2 separate regions of the Rattus norvegicus genome follow, and region 1 is linked to region 2. Evidence: chromatin contacts called from public Hi-C data. All regions are on one chromosome and are shown on one strand. Each heading gives the region's core, a stretch centred on a gene start, on an enhancer-like site or on the middle of the called end of the contact. The rest is flanking DNA. Distances are from core to core; before and after follow the strand shown.

Region 1 (7,237 bases), core at 3,296-5,795, 38 kb before region 2:
TTCCTGCTGTAATTGGCACCTGGAACACTGGAACACTTGGTTGAGTACACCGTTCAACAAAGTTTGTGGGTACAGTGCTCTCAGTTGATGTGTTAATCCCTTCTAGGTGCCATCTGGCATCAAGACAAAGCAGGCAAGGTCAGAAGATTTGCAAACGTCCATCCACTGATTCCCATTCTGCAGCCCTGGTTATTAACCTAAGCACCACTCCCACTCCCCCTCGGCATTTCAACTGTTACCACTGACTACTACAGGAAAATGATAGCTTAGTTCTCCACAAGGAAAAGCGTGTGTTCTGGAGAAGCCTGATAATAACAAGTCTGCCATCTCCTCTTTCTCATAAACAGCTTGCTTATTCACATGGTTAAGGGGCCTACTAAATAAAGATGTCTTTTCTACTGAGCTGCTATTTGCCTTTAAACTGTTCCAAGAAGAAAGCACCGTGTTCCAGTGGTGCAGAGCAGGCATCCAGCCAACTCTTCATTAACTGAGGAGGAGGAGGAGGATCTGGAGAACAGCATTTCCCTGCCCACAGACGACTCTCTGCATCCTTGTGGCACCGTAACTGTGGCAACTGTTGCCTTACTGTGGGCTGCTGTCTTTGGAGTGAAAAGCAAAATGCTGAGGTGGGCCCCAAGGTTCCCTTTTAAGCCCACATAGTATGTGATAACTCTGGAGGTGCTCATCCTCTAAGCTTTTAATTGCACGATGCAGGTTAGACTGTGAATGTGTTGGCACTCACAACCTCACAAGAGTCGGAGAAAGCTTTCGGCTTCTTCAGAGCCTTTTAACAAGTTTGGGGCTTTTAGGGACAATGTGTTTGCTTGGCCTAGTGGCCCATGCCTATAATCCTTGCATTTTGTAGTAAAGGCAGAAAAATCAGGGAGTTTGAGGTTATCTATAGTCCCATACGAATGTTTAAGGTCAGCCTGGACAGCATGAGACCCTTTTCTCAAAAGGAAGGAAGGAAGGAAGGAAAAGAAGAAGGAGGAGGAGGAAGAAGAGGAGGAGGAGGAGGAGGAGGAGGAGGAGGAGAAAGAGAAAAAGGAAAAGAACCACCACTACCACCACCACCTGCTTACCACGAGCAAGCATCTAGGTTTAACCCTAAGAAAGAAAAGGGAAGGTGGGGGACTAGAGACAGTTCGATAGTCAGAGCATTGCTGCTCCTCAGGATCCTTCCATCATCTGGCCTCTCCTAAAAACACCCCAGGGTCTGGTGCCCTCTTCTGGCCTCCTCAGGCACTTCCACACCCGTGGGATAAGAGGCACACAAAACAACTTTCACAAAATGAATCTTTATTTAAAAAGTGAAAAGGAAGAAATAAAAGGGATTTGAGCTCTTGCTATTTCTTTTTCATAATGTGGAACCTGGGTGTTCAATTTTGATTTATCAAGTTCAATAATCTGGGGTTGGGGATTTAGCTCAGTGGTAGAGTGCTCACCTAGCAAGTGCAAGGCCCTGGGTTCGGTCCCCAGTTCCAAAAAAAAAAAAAAAAAAATTTCAATAATCTGAATTCTTAAGCAGAAATCAAAATGTTTCTCTGCCCTCTTTTAATGCCTTAGAGGTCCTTCTTCTCTTTCCTTTCTGCTGTTTCCTCAGATGTTTCACTTTCATGTCTGTCTGTCTGTCTCTGTCTCTCTCTCTCTCTGGGTTTCTGTCACTCTGTAGACCAGGCTGGCCTTGAACTCAGAGACCTGCCAGCCTATGCCTCCCAGAGTGCTGGGATGAAGGTGTGTCCCAGCACGTCTAGCTGTCTGTATTTTCTCTTTCAAGTCTAGCTCCGTATGCTGCCACCTTCTGACCCCTGAAAGCATCAAGAGTTATCATTACAGGTTGCCCCCACCTTGTCACAGCAAAAATGTCACTATTGGACTAAAAGTTTTCATCAAACAGACCTTGGTGAAAAACCCTCTCTCCCTAAAGAACACAGTACTTGGAACCATTATCTGCATCCCAGGCTGGCCTTGAATTCAACATCTGCTCCTGGCCAGGCTACACACCTTTAATCCCAGCACTTGTGTGCAGGGTTCCGGGACAGCAAGTACTACCTTGAGACTCTCTCAAAAACAAAACAAAAAGGTTCCAGCCTGAATCACCACATCTGCTTAAATCTCCCCTCTTTAAAATCTAGAAATGATACCCATTTGCTGTATGCGTGTAGGCACATGTGGATGCCAGAGAGCACCTTGAAGGACTTGAGGTCTTCAGGCTTGGTAGCAAGCATCTTTGCCATTTCCTTTGTAATGTAAGCGCTTTTGAATAGCCTGAAGCTCAGAATCCTCAATACACTTCTGTATGAAAGCTATGGTGACACAGTGTGAGAATGAGCAGCAGAATCAATGGCTGCATCTTCCCTCCAAAGCTACAAGATCAGGAAACTTGCCTACACCCTGTCCAGTTGAAAACAGTTTAAGTACCATAAAAATCCTGCAATTTTTCTTTTTTGCTAGGCCCGTTGCATGTTAAAAGCCCCACAGTCTACCACTTCCCTCTACCCTACCCTACGTATGGGTTTTTACCCATCAATCCAAGGGTTTTCAAACTACTTTTAAAGAAATGCATCAGCCATCAGTGGAAGCCTCACACTGCACACTCTGACTCCCTTATCACAGCTGTCCTTGATCTGTATTGCACAAGCTCCCTCCATTCACAGATGTGCCTAATGACAAATCTGAAGGAGTTGGAGCGGGATTTAAAATGAGCTGGTGCCAGCCAACCTTTCCACCTTCAGACCTAATAACGTCCCTCCGACAGGAAAACACCACCAGCAGCTACTGCTGGTGTTACTGGGATGCTGTCCATCCCGACAGTTATTTCACAACCCACCGAAGTTTTATAGACCCACGGCCCTAGATTTTCAAAAGTCCTTCCTTCCTCTTTGAGTCAGGGTGCCTCTGAAAAAGCCCTGGCTGTCCTGGAACTCACTCTGTAGACCAGGTTGGCCTCAAACTCAGAGATCTGCCTGCCTCTGCCTTCAGAGTGCTGGGATAAAGATGAGTGCCACCACTGCCCGGTAAAACGGAACACCCACAACAGATTCTCCTGTATCGGGGTTGTGGCACTCCAAATGTTGGTCTTCCAGCCTCAGCCTCCTGAGTGCTGAGATCATAGATGTGTGCCACCACACCCATTTTAACTGGTTAGCTAAAACAAAACAAAACCACTCTAAATATCTGCCAGTAATATGATTGTGGACAGTTTAAGGTGTTGGCTTCAATCAGATTCAGATGATAACTTACTTGTACAGCAAGCCTTTAATCCCAGCATTCGCTAGGCTGAGGCGGGTGGATCTCTATAAATTGGAATCCAGCCTGGTCTACATAGTTAAGGTTTAGAACAGCCACAGCCATGTCTTGAAAAAAAAAAAAAAAAAAAAAAAGCAACAAAAGACAGCCGCAGGGAATCTATACTTTCTAATGTGCACTCTGTCCTTAAATTAATCCAAAACCCTATCAAAATGTACTCTAGTAAAATAAGTATGGTTACAGCATCCGTAGGTTAGACGGCAATAACCTAATTTGAGGTAACAATCAAATTACACTTTCTGGAGAAGTGTTATGGAGTAATTGCTGGTTTTGAAGGAGAGCCTACATGAAGTAATTGCTAGATTTGAGGGAGAAACTACTCATTTAAAAGCCATACTTAATTTGTATGTAGTTTGCGATCGTCACAATCTGCTTTTGGGCAGAAAAGGGGACACTTAAAACACAGATGATGCACAGAACTGACTCTTGATGAAAGGCTCATCTAGAGTCAGCTTCACGCAGGGATTTAAGACGCAGTGGGAGACCCCTTTCCAGGAAGAGGTAACATGTGCTATTAGTAATAGGGCTTTGAGAAAATTCAGAGCCCGCAGGCCCTGCAAACCCACGATCCTGTCATTTTTAGGTATTTTCCCCACCTCATAAAGATGTCCACAAGCAGTCTGCAATCAAAACGTAACCTCCTTGCACCCGGGTGGGTAAAATGAAGCGTTAGCTACTGGGGTCATTGTGGACACCCGGGCTTCAGGTAGATCAGACACGAACGTGGAAAGCGAGGCCCCCTGAGCAGCGTCTGCTCCCTCTAGACGCGACGCCGCGGCGAGCGCCGGGGACCAGCCCGCGGCGCCCATTCATTCCGCGCTCCCGCTCACCTGTTCGGGGACGCGACCTCGCGGCGCCCGAGGCCGCCGCCTGCAGTTGTGGGGACGCGGGCCGGGATCCGAGCACCGGCGGGGCGAGCGTTCGGCGCGGGCCGGGCACGAGTGTGCGGCGCAGGCCGGGGGCGTCCCTGAGCAGCAGGGCCGAGCAGAGCCGCCGCGGGCTCTGATACATGCCGGGCGCCGCCGCGCTGACGAGCCGGGCCGAGCGAGGCGGGCGGCGGTGGAGGTTTGGGACCGCTGCGCTGCGGTGTGCTCCTTCCTCCTCGTCCCTCGGCGCCGACCGGGCAAGCAGTGTAGTGAGGCGGACGCGGCGGCGGCAGTGGCTCACTGAGGCGAGCTGGCTAGCGCCGGGGAGCAACCGGCGAGCGGCGGCGGGGCGAGCGCTACCACGCTGCGGCTACGGGGGAATCCGGGCGCACGGCCTGGGTGCAGTCAGACGGGGACAGCTCCGGCCGGGAATGAACCCTCTGGACTAGAGAGAGAGAGACAGTAGATTGTCCACGGGGTGGAGGCTGGCGGATGGCCAACGCCGCAGGAATTCGTTAGAGAGGCGTTCCGTGAGCCCGCGCCCTCTCCCGCCGGCTGCAATGGAAGCGTCCACAGGCTGGGAATCCCGGGTTGGTTCCAGCGCTGAGTGTGTGCGAGCGCGTGTCTGTGAGAACGTCCTCGGAGGGCGGTCAGCTCCACGCTCCGTGGCGGTAATGGAGATTAGCTACCGGGAAGCGCTGACTACTTCTGAGGCGGCTGCAACAAGCATCCGCTTCCCAAGCACGAGGTGCGGAAACTGACAGCAGGGCGTGGAGCGCCTGTACTGCCAGAGGGTCTGTTAGGATTGGCCGTGGAGATGGACCATGATTGGAGGGCTGGAACCCACACCTGGGAAACAGCTCTTTAGTTGTGGAAAATGAAGGCTAAGGGAATTAGGGGAAAAACAAAAACCTAAAAAAATAAAACCAAAAACAAATGCTTGGGATGGTCCAGACGTAATATGGGCTGTTACCGAATTTAGAGGAACATCCATCTAATAAACTACTGAAAATGCCAAATTAAAAGTAGAAGGCAGGTGTGGCAGTGGTGGTGAAGGTCTTTAATCCCAGTACCGGAGTGACAGGGGCCTGTGGATCTGGAAAGTTCCGGCCGGCCAGAGCTGTGAAGCTATCTCAAAACACAAAAACAAAACACCAAAACAAAACAAAACAAAAAACCCAAAAACCAAGAACACAAACGAACAAAAACGAAAAAGGAGATGTACTTAATATGTCCACATTGGGAAGAGGGACAAAGAGTTAACCTCTCTCCAAATCGCCCTTTGGGATCCTGAAGTGAGATTAAAGTTTAAATAGAAGTCCAGGGGTACACACATCTAAGCAGCCCTGGTCAAAGTGTGGTCCCGCCCACCATTCGCCCATCATTGGGTGCCATCCCATCTGTAAGGTGATCTGACTAGATAGAACTGTGAACTCTCTTCCTGAGAGACAAATTACTCCTCAGGCTGAAGCCTTTTCCTTTTCCCAGCAGGAATTTCCTGAAGGAAACTCCCATTTCTTGGGGGTCCATTGTTTCAGTAGTCTGAAACTCAGACACACACACACACACACACACACACACACACACACACAGAGTCTCTTGAGAATTCCCTTATTTTTGCCAGGTCTGTTGCATGGGTGCTAGGATATGGTCAGAGCTGTGTTTTAAATGAATGTCATATGTTCCAGGAAAAGGCAGGAACGGGCACTTACACAATGTGTAAGAGACGCAAGACTCACACTCTCACTTAAGGGGGTATGGAGAGGGAAGGAAGAGGGGAAGGCGGGGAGGGAAGCAGGAGAGAGAACAAGAGGGAGTGTTAACTTAGAAAGAATGAGTTGGAAAAAATACCTCAGGTAGATTGTGTAAGGAATGACTAACCAGGAATGGAAAAGAAACTTTGAGACGGAGTATCGTCACCAGGGATTCCAAATTTTTTTTTCAGACCTGGCTTAAAAATCTGACACCCACAGGTTATGGATGAGTCAGCTGACAAGCCGATGATGACAGCATCTGGGACAGGAACTCCTTAGCTGGTCATTAGAGTCTGAGGCTCAGCTGTCTTATCTGCACAGCAATCACACATGAGTCATTAGACAAGGCAAAGGGTCATTCATAAACAGGTAGTAAATGCTTTGCAGATAGAACAAAGTGTAACAGTTGGTTTACAGTTTAGGTAATGGATATATAGATGTTGACTCCCTTCCCACGCCCACCTCCCACCACCACATTCTCTCTCCCCCTCCCTTTCTCACTCCCACAAGCAAAGTTTGTTAGTAGCCAAGAAAGAGAAAGCACAGAAGAGGGAGCAGAGAGGGCCAACCTAAACTAGGAATGAGTGAGATGGCCTTAAGGAAAGTAGGTACTCCAGGAGCTAATTAACAAAGTTTGAAAGGAGCTTGAGTGGGAGTATCCCGTGTGAGTATATCAAGCCATTAGAACTCCCAGTGCCGGCTGCAGGCTACTGTACATACAACAGAACTTCAGAGAAGCTTGTGAAGCCATTAAAACACTACAGGCAACTGCTGCTGCTGCTGTTGGCTGCCTACCAGAAATAAGTGATAAGACCCTGAAGTCAACATATGTGTTAGTCACAGAACATGGAGAAATCCAGCTGGAACTGGACTGGAAGGTTTCTCCCAGTTAGCCCACACAAGCTATTATATATGTTGCTGGGGCACGGGTGAGTGGGCGGTTTGTCACCAACAGCCTTTGCTGTGGACCCTATGTGCAGCAATACCAGCTGACTAGACAACAACCTATTGGTACAATGTGTCAGGACTGTTATAGGGGTAGCCAAGCGCTTTCTGATAGGCATCGAGGCCTGCCCTATGTGTGTGTGGGGCGGGTGGATTCATTTCTGCTATTGTAAACCTGTTCAGTTATTATGAACCTGTTCAAAAGGCCGAGGTGGACTCCAGTAGGAAAGCTACTTCCATTGATTTTTTTTTTCTTTAAAGATTTATTTTAGGTATATGAGTACCTCAGACACACCAGGAGAGGCCATCAGATCCCATTACAGATGGTTGTGAGGCACCATGAGGTTGTTGGGAATTGAACTC
Region 2 (6,703 bases), core at 2,138-4,637:
AAAGATTGTTTTTAGTGAAAAGAATGATTTTCATCACCCATTTATATGGAAGGAGATTAGTTAATACTGTTTGACACTTAGCAAAAAATTGATGTGGAGCTGAAGTGTAAGAACAAGAGCTAAGTTCAATCGGAAAGTTCACTGGGGCGGGGGGGTATTTCAAAACAGCTCCTACGTCACCAGCAAGCATGCAAAGGTGGCTTAGGTGACCTTCTGGACTTACATGGCCAGATACTGACTCTGACTCGTGGTGTCAGATCCTCACCATTACATAATGTGTCTCTGCCAGCAGCTTTCCCTAAGAATGGTTATGCAGCAGGTAACTGCACATGATAACATGCATGGAATACTGTCATATCATGTTATATATTATATATTATGTTATATATTATATAATATTATAGAGATTTCCATATTTCCATGTACAAATTCTGGTTGGTGTGAACACATTTGACATATGCCTGTAGGGCATGAGCCTGGATTCTCTCCGCTTATGAATAAAAAGGCAAGACCCTGGTGATTGCTCCACAAGAGGGAAATTCATTCACAAATTTCCCCCATATAAAATAAAGATATATCCTTACGTTCAGTGCTGGTAGCCCTCCTGGTTGCATTTTTTTTTTTTAATGGAAAGTGGTTGGATGACATCTTTCAGAGAGCACATTAGGTGTGATGGCTAGCTGGGGGACTGTGACTTTATAGTAAAGACCCACCAGAATGCACACCCACCCATTCCGTTGCACATGCACAGTGCCCGTGCTCCTCACTGCGACATGCTTGTAGGGTCAGGAGCCTGAACAAGGCTGCACCAATGGGACTGCAGAAACACTGTGATGCTGAAGGGGACAAGGCTGTGCCTGGGTCCCCGACATATGGCCTTCTGGTTTAACAGCAAGCCACCTTAAAAACAACGTTGTATATAAGCCAATATACGCGATGAAATATACAAAAAGGGACTGGTGAGACAGCTCAGCAAGGAAGGGCACTTGCTTGGAGCTTGATGATCGAAGTTCAATTCTCAGAGCCCACAAGGAGGAAAGAGGGAACTGACTTCCACAAGTTGTCTTCTGATTGCTCCATGGCCCTCTCATATTCACATACACAGGTGCACACACACACACACACACACACACACACACACACACACATATACATATATATGTATACATGTATTATACATATGTGTGTATACATATATACACATTTAAAACACTTCTGCATGTACACATGCACAGAACCACTGTGAGCTGTTAACTATGCCCCCTTCTGATACAGGATGTGATGAGTCCCACTTCTATGAGGTCCAAGGAGACATGAAAGGGAGTCAGGTTTATATTCTGGATACCCTCATATGGCTAGACTGCTTGTGCCCTCTCTTCCCTCTCCTCGTCTCCCTTCCACTCCCTCCCCTAAGTCTGGATTGAAAACATGGAGCTGACTTTCCTGGACCTCCACCTTGGAGGCAGCAGGTTCTGGGCATCTTACTCTCCACAGCTGTGAGAGCTGACGCCTCCTGGTAAATCTCTTCGGAGATCCCCCTGTGCCTTCTATTGGTTGGCTCTTCTGGAGAGCCCTAAGTTTTTCCTTCTCTTCAGAAAGTTCGGTCCTGGGCTGGGAGGAAGGATAGAGGTCAGAGAAATCCGAATGATGCAACTGAGACCTAGAAGCACAAGGCCAGAGGCCAGCTGCCCAGTGGACTCATGTACCCTTGGATTGCTAGTACACGGAGCCTTGCTATAATAACCTCAGGCAAGATCCAGGCAGGTAGCCAAGAGGGAAGGGGAACCTAGGACAGGGCCAAGGGGCAGGCAGCACCTGGTGAAAGCAGGGCCTATTTGGTCATCTGGGTGGTCAAATTCTAGGGCTCAGAATGAGGAGGTGACATGAGGCCTATTCCTCAGCGTAATGATGCCCAATACTAAGGAGCTACAGAGCTGGAATATATCGTCCCTGTAGCTTTGATAAAGAGCTCACTGAAAGGCTGGAAGCTACGGCAGCATGAAAGGGAGACTGCTCGAGGGTGGTTGGTCTGAGGGCCATAGCTGAGCAGACTGGGGATTAAACAGAAGTCTTGAAGTTTATATGGGGGAGGGAGGAAGAGCCCTGCCCAAGACACAAGATGCCCAGAACTTCTGCTGAGCTTACTGGAAGCCAGACAGTACATGCTAACTTGATTGGGTTTCAAGTGAAGCTCCCCATAACGATGGATGCCTAGCTTGTATGAGGCCCTAGGTTCAGTTTCCAACACCTCCCCCGGGAAACAAAGCAAGAGCAAAATTGAATTTCCCCTCAAGTGCTAGCCCAAAGCCACCATAGGCAGCCTGCTGTGGATGCAACTGCCACTCTTGAAGCTGACCGAGGTCTGAGTCAGCACAGTTAATTTACCTTGAACCTTCTCCAAGGTAAAGACGGGACATTTCATGTGTTTTGTACAAGGTAATGAAACCTCACATCTGTGTCCATTCCCCAGAAACACTCTTTTAAAAGAGTATTTTCTTCTTAAAATAGCATTTCACTCCCTCTTCCTCCCCCTCTCCTTTCCTCCCCCTTTCCCTCCCTCCTTCCTGTCCTTCTTTTCCATAGCGGAGGATGACCTTGGAGTCCCGATCCCCTGCTTCCGCCTCCTGAGAGCTGGGACTCCATGTGCTCGTTGACACACCTGGCTTATTCGATGCTGGGAGTGGGACTTAGAGCTTTGTGCTAGGTGAGCCCTCTACTGAGCCACACTCAGTCTTAAAATAGCCCGTCCAATGATTTCTCCAGAACACTGATGGTTCATCCGAGTGAGAGGCTTCCAAACCTGAAGATGGGCCCGCCCTTCTGACCTCGCAAACCCAGTCCTGGTGGGTCCCTAGCCAGTCTGTGCTTTTGTACCACACAGTAGGAACAGCCTTGCTTTCTTCAGACAGGAGGCTATTCTCAGCTTCTGATGTCAGATTCCTTGTTACTACTGAGCCTTTTCTGTAGGTTACAAGCTCTCAGTAAGGCAGACAGGCCACTGCCTTGTGAACCCCAGAGCATTTTGTTCTATGACGCTGTAACATTAATCTCCCTCCTAGCTCAAGCTTCATAACACTGCTCTCTAGGCATCTCTGCTCCCCTGACACCCTATTTCTCAGACATCTAAGGATTCTGGGAGTCAGCTAGTACACCTAGCAGGATCTATTTCTAATCATACAGGGGCTGGCGGAGTTGGTGAAATATTGCCAGAACAATATCGAGACACAAAACTCACTCCCCGTGTTGTCAAACGGACAAGTCAATCATTCCCTCTTGCTTGACTACACATTGATGGCATTTACTATCGACCAGAGGGCAGCTGGTTCTGTCCAGCCCGGAGCTTTCAGCACTATATGCGACTTTGGCCTTAGCGCATTGGCTGCTAGAGGAGGAGGTGCTCTGGGATCTGCAGATACAAGGGTCAGGTTATTCATAACTCTCTTACCTCAGCACTGGCTGTATTAAGAACTTTTGTTTGCTTTGTTTCCAACCGGATCACCTTGACTTTGGCCAGAGGTGTTGATTTCTTTGCGTCTTTATGCTTGTCAGTGCTCGGTGTGCTCTGGTAAATCGCAAACTAGCGTCACGGTGTAGGTAGTTCTAGTTTGACACATGTGTGCCAAGCTCTGAGTTGTCAGTTCTGAGATTCTGAGCCCCTTCCTTTAAAAAGAAACAAAACAAAACAAAACCAAAAACAAACAAACAAACAAAAAAAAACTCGGCTCTTTTGGTGTAGGGCTCTTTTGGCTGAGGGTGTAGCTCAGTGGTTAGACTTTTTTCCTAGCATGCATGAAAACCTGCGTTTGAATCCCAGCACTTGGCAGTCAGAAGCAGAAGGATCAGAACTTCAAGGTCACCACTGCATATATATGGAGTATGCATTAGCACTTGAGACTCTGTCAAAAAAAAAAAAAAAAAAAAGAAAGAAAAGAAAAGAAAAGAAAAGAAAAACTTTGTTTTCTTCGAGGGGGTGGGGGCAGAGTTTGGGTGGACTGACATTTGCTTCCTTCTGTGTGGAATTGTGGGAGACATGAGGGCACCCTCCCTGCTTTCTCTGTGACCAAACCTGTTTTCCTGGACAGAGCAGATAGATGGCTTTGGCACACCAGCTGCTTTCTTTTTTTTTTTTTTTTTTTTTTTTGGTTCTTTTTTTCGGAGCTGGGGACCGAACCCAGGGCCTTGTGCTTCCTAGGTAAGCACTCTACCACTGAGCTAAATCCCCAGCCCCGCCAGCTGCTTTCAGAGCAGCACGGGAGAGGCTGAGCTAGCTTAGGGTGGAAACTCCATCGGTTGTATGGAATTCAGACTTCACTGGGTGAGATATTAACTAGCTTCAGAAATGTCACACGAACAGTCATCAGAAAGTGGACAAAGGAACAGGGCAGACATATGGAGTCTAAGCAGCAAACACGAGGGCTAGAGAGATGGCCCAGGGGTGAGGACGGGATACTGTCCTTGTAGGGGACCCCAGCTCACTTCTCAGCACCCATGTCAGCTGCTCACAACTGCCTGTAACTGTAGGTCAGGGGATCTGATACCCTCTTCTGCCCACCTCTGGTCCTGCATTCACCAGCATATCTGCACCCACCCAGCATAGCATAATTAAAAATACAATTAAAAAAATATAGATGGTCTAGCAATTCTGCCCCTAGGCAATTGCTCATGAGAAACAAAACCTATATCCATACAAAATGGATATGCGGACGTTCACAGAAATATTCATAATGGCACAGAAACACAAACAAGTCAAATGTCTGTTGGTTAGTGAGTGGGAAATGTGCTTTGTCTTTACAATAGAGCATTGTTAAGCCATTCAGAGAGAAGAATGGAGTACTTGATAGGTGCTATATGAATGAGGCTTGAAAGTGTGGCCCCAGTGGAAGGAGATAGACGCAAAGGTTGAAAGTTATGCAATTCTAGACAAATGAAAAGGAGACTGCAGAATGACGACTAAGGCATATGTTTCAAAAACAGTGTTTTTTTTTTTTTTTTCTGCTTCTTAGCACACAGCAAAAACTGTTTTATTGCTTTGAAAAGAAGAAATATTGCTTCATCAAACCACAAATAGGCTGACCCATGACAAACTGTGAAGTGGATCCCACCTTGCCCCCTGTGTCTTCCTTTGAAATGTACTATTGTGCCTGTGAGTAATGGGCACTTGCTGTGCATAGAAGGGGGCCAATATCAATCAGGGTGTGGTAGATGGTGTTTAATGTACTTCCTGTAGGTGGCCTCCCAACAGATATGTTCAGAGTGAAGTTAAAAAGCAGAGAGCAATGAAAGTTATTATTCTGTTTTCTGCCTTCTTTTTTTTTTAATTTTTATAATATTGTAATTATTTTATTGTTTGCAGGGTTTATTGTATACATATATCATGAACTTACTCCCATCTACCTTCAAATGTCTCACTATTTTATACATAAACATTTTACAACTGTATACTGATACTTCAGGTTTTTGGGCCTTTTTTTTTTATTTTCCTACAATTTATTTTTTCTTGATTTTTTTCAATTCACTTATACATAGTTTACTTCAGGAAATTATGATATACAGTGGTGTCCTAAAGTTTCAAATTGCTTCAAGGCCCACTTCTCCTCATATCAACATTTTTTTTTAATTTAGAGAATACTTTATTAGTTTTTGTAATCAAACCCACGTATATAAGACCTTACATATTTAATACAGTGTGTTACCCCTGTACAAATGGAAAAAACTTAAGTTCAACATTTCTAGACCAATATGGCTGTTAATTTCTGTACAGTGCCAACTCAACACAGTAAACGGGGATACTTTTTTCGAAAGTTGACAGCACAGGTAAAGTTTCAAAAAATTCAAATTATATATCTGTATATATATATTTATATTTATATAAAAAGACCAATAATAGCAGTGTGTTATGCATCAACAGCAGCAACAGCTTTTCCAGGTTCTGCAGTCATCTGAACAAAACTGTAGAGACATCCAGCACACTCCATTAAAAAAAAAAAAAAAAAGTAAAAAAACAAAACCCGAGAAAACAGCACAGTTCTGTTACTCTTGTGGTACCTGGCACCATTTTTTTTTTTTTTAAATTAGCTTCTCAATCATCATCTGGAAAGAAAACATTCTGAGCAACATCATTAAAAACAGCTCTGATAAAGCACGGTCACTACTACGTATCATAAAGCAGGTACAAGCTATTTTACATCCACAGAGGTATGATACAGTACTGTCCTACATCTATAATACTAGAGGATACAATTTAAAAGGCATTATTTGAGACTTGATTCTACTTTTCCAGCAGAGGGCCCAAAGGATGGTGTGACACAGCTTTGTAAAGAAACATACTCTAGACAGGATTTCCTTTCACTAGTGGCACAGTTCTAAGGATTCATTCTCTCCATGAATGTCAGCTAAAACCGTTATTAAAAAAATGAAATATCCCTAGAACAAAACCGTATAACCACCGGATTCACATGAAGATGACCTAGTGGAGACAAGCTGGACCTCACCTTACCAACAAGCTATCAAATCTGTTATGTTTAAACAGTAAGACCTCAAGGAAGGAGATGCCAAGTAGTGCTTCAAAGCTTCGGACCACAATCAAACACAGCATCCTTTTCAACAGAAGCAGAAGCTCATCTGAATATGCTCATGGATGCTGACATCAACATTTAATCATCTCCTCACTCATCCAGGAAGAGGGGGAGATCAGTTACTACTG

What was found. A called contact is a pair of places that touch in the nucleus more often than the background predicts.
Region 1: a Hi-C map of kidney shows a contact between it and region 2, with 4 times the contacts expected there. The contact joins the promoter of Noct here to the enhancer-like site in region 2. A contact is called at or near these places in 4 of 12 Hi-C or Micro-C datasets (kidney, liver and mammary epithelial cells).

Annotation. Positions count from the first base shown.
Region 1 is chr2:137,419,382-137,426,618 of GRCr8, reverse strand. It overlaps Noct (nocturnin), which reads right to left and starts at 4,545. Exons shown (of 3, transcript NM_138526.1): 1 at 4,140-4,545. The coding sequence starts at 4,320.
Region 2 is chr2:137,381,230-137,387,932 of GRCr8, reverse strand. No RefSeq gene overlaps it. Among named protein-coding and RNA genes, the nearest start is that of Noct, 37 kb to the left of the region's middle. Within about 2 kb of position 3,387, at least 5 of the 93 cell types and tissues checked have an H3K27ac peak or open chromatin away from gene starts, as enhancers often do. A contact at or near this core is called in kidney and liver, where this site is marked.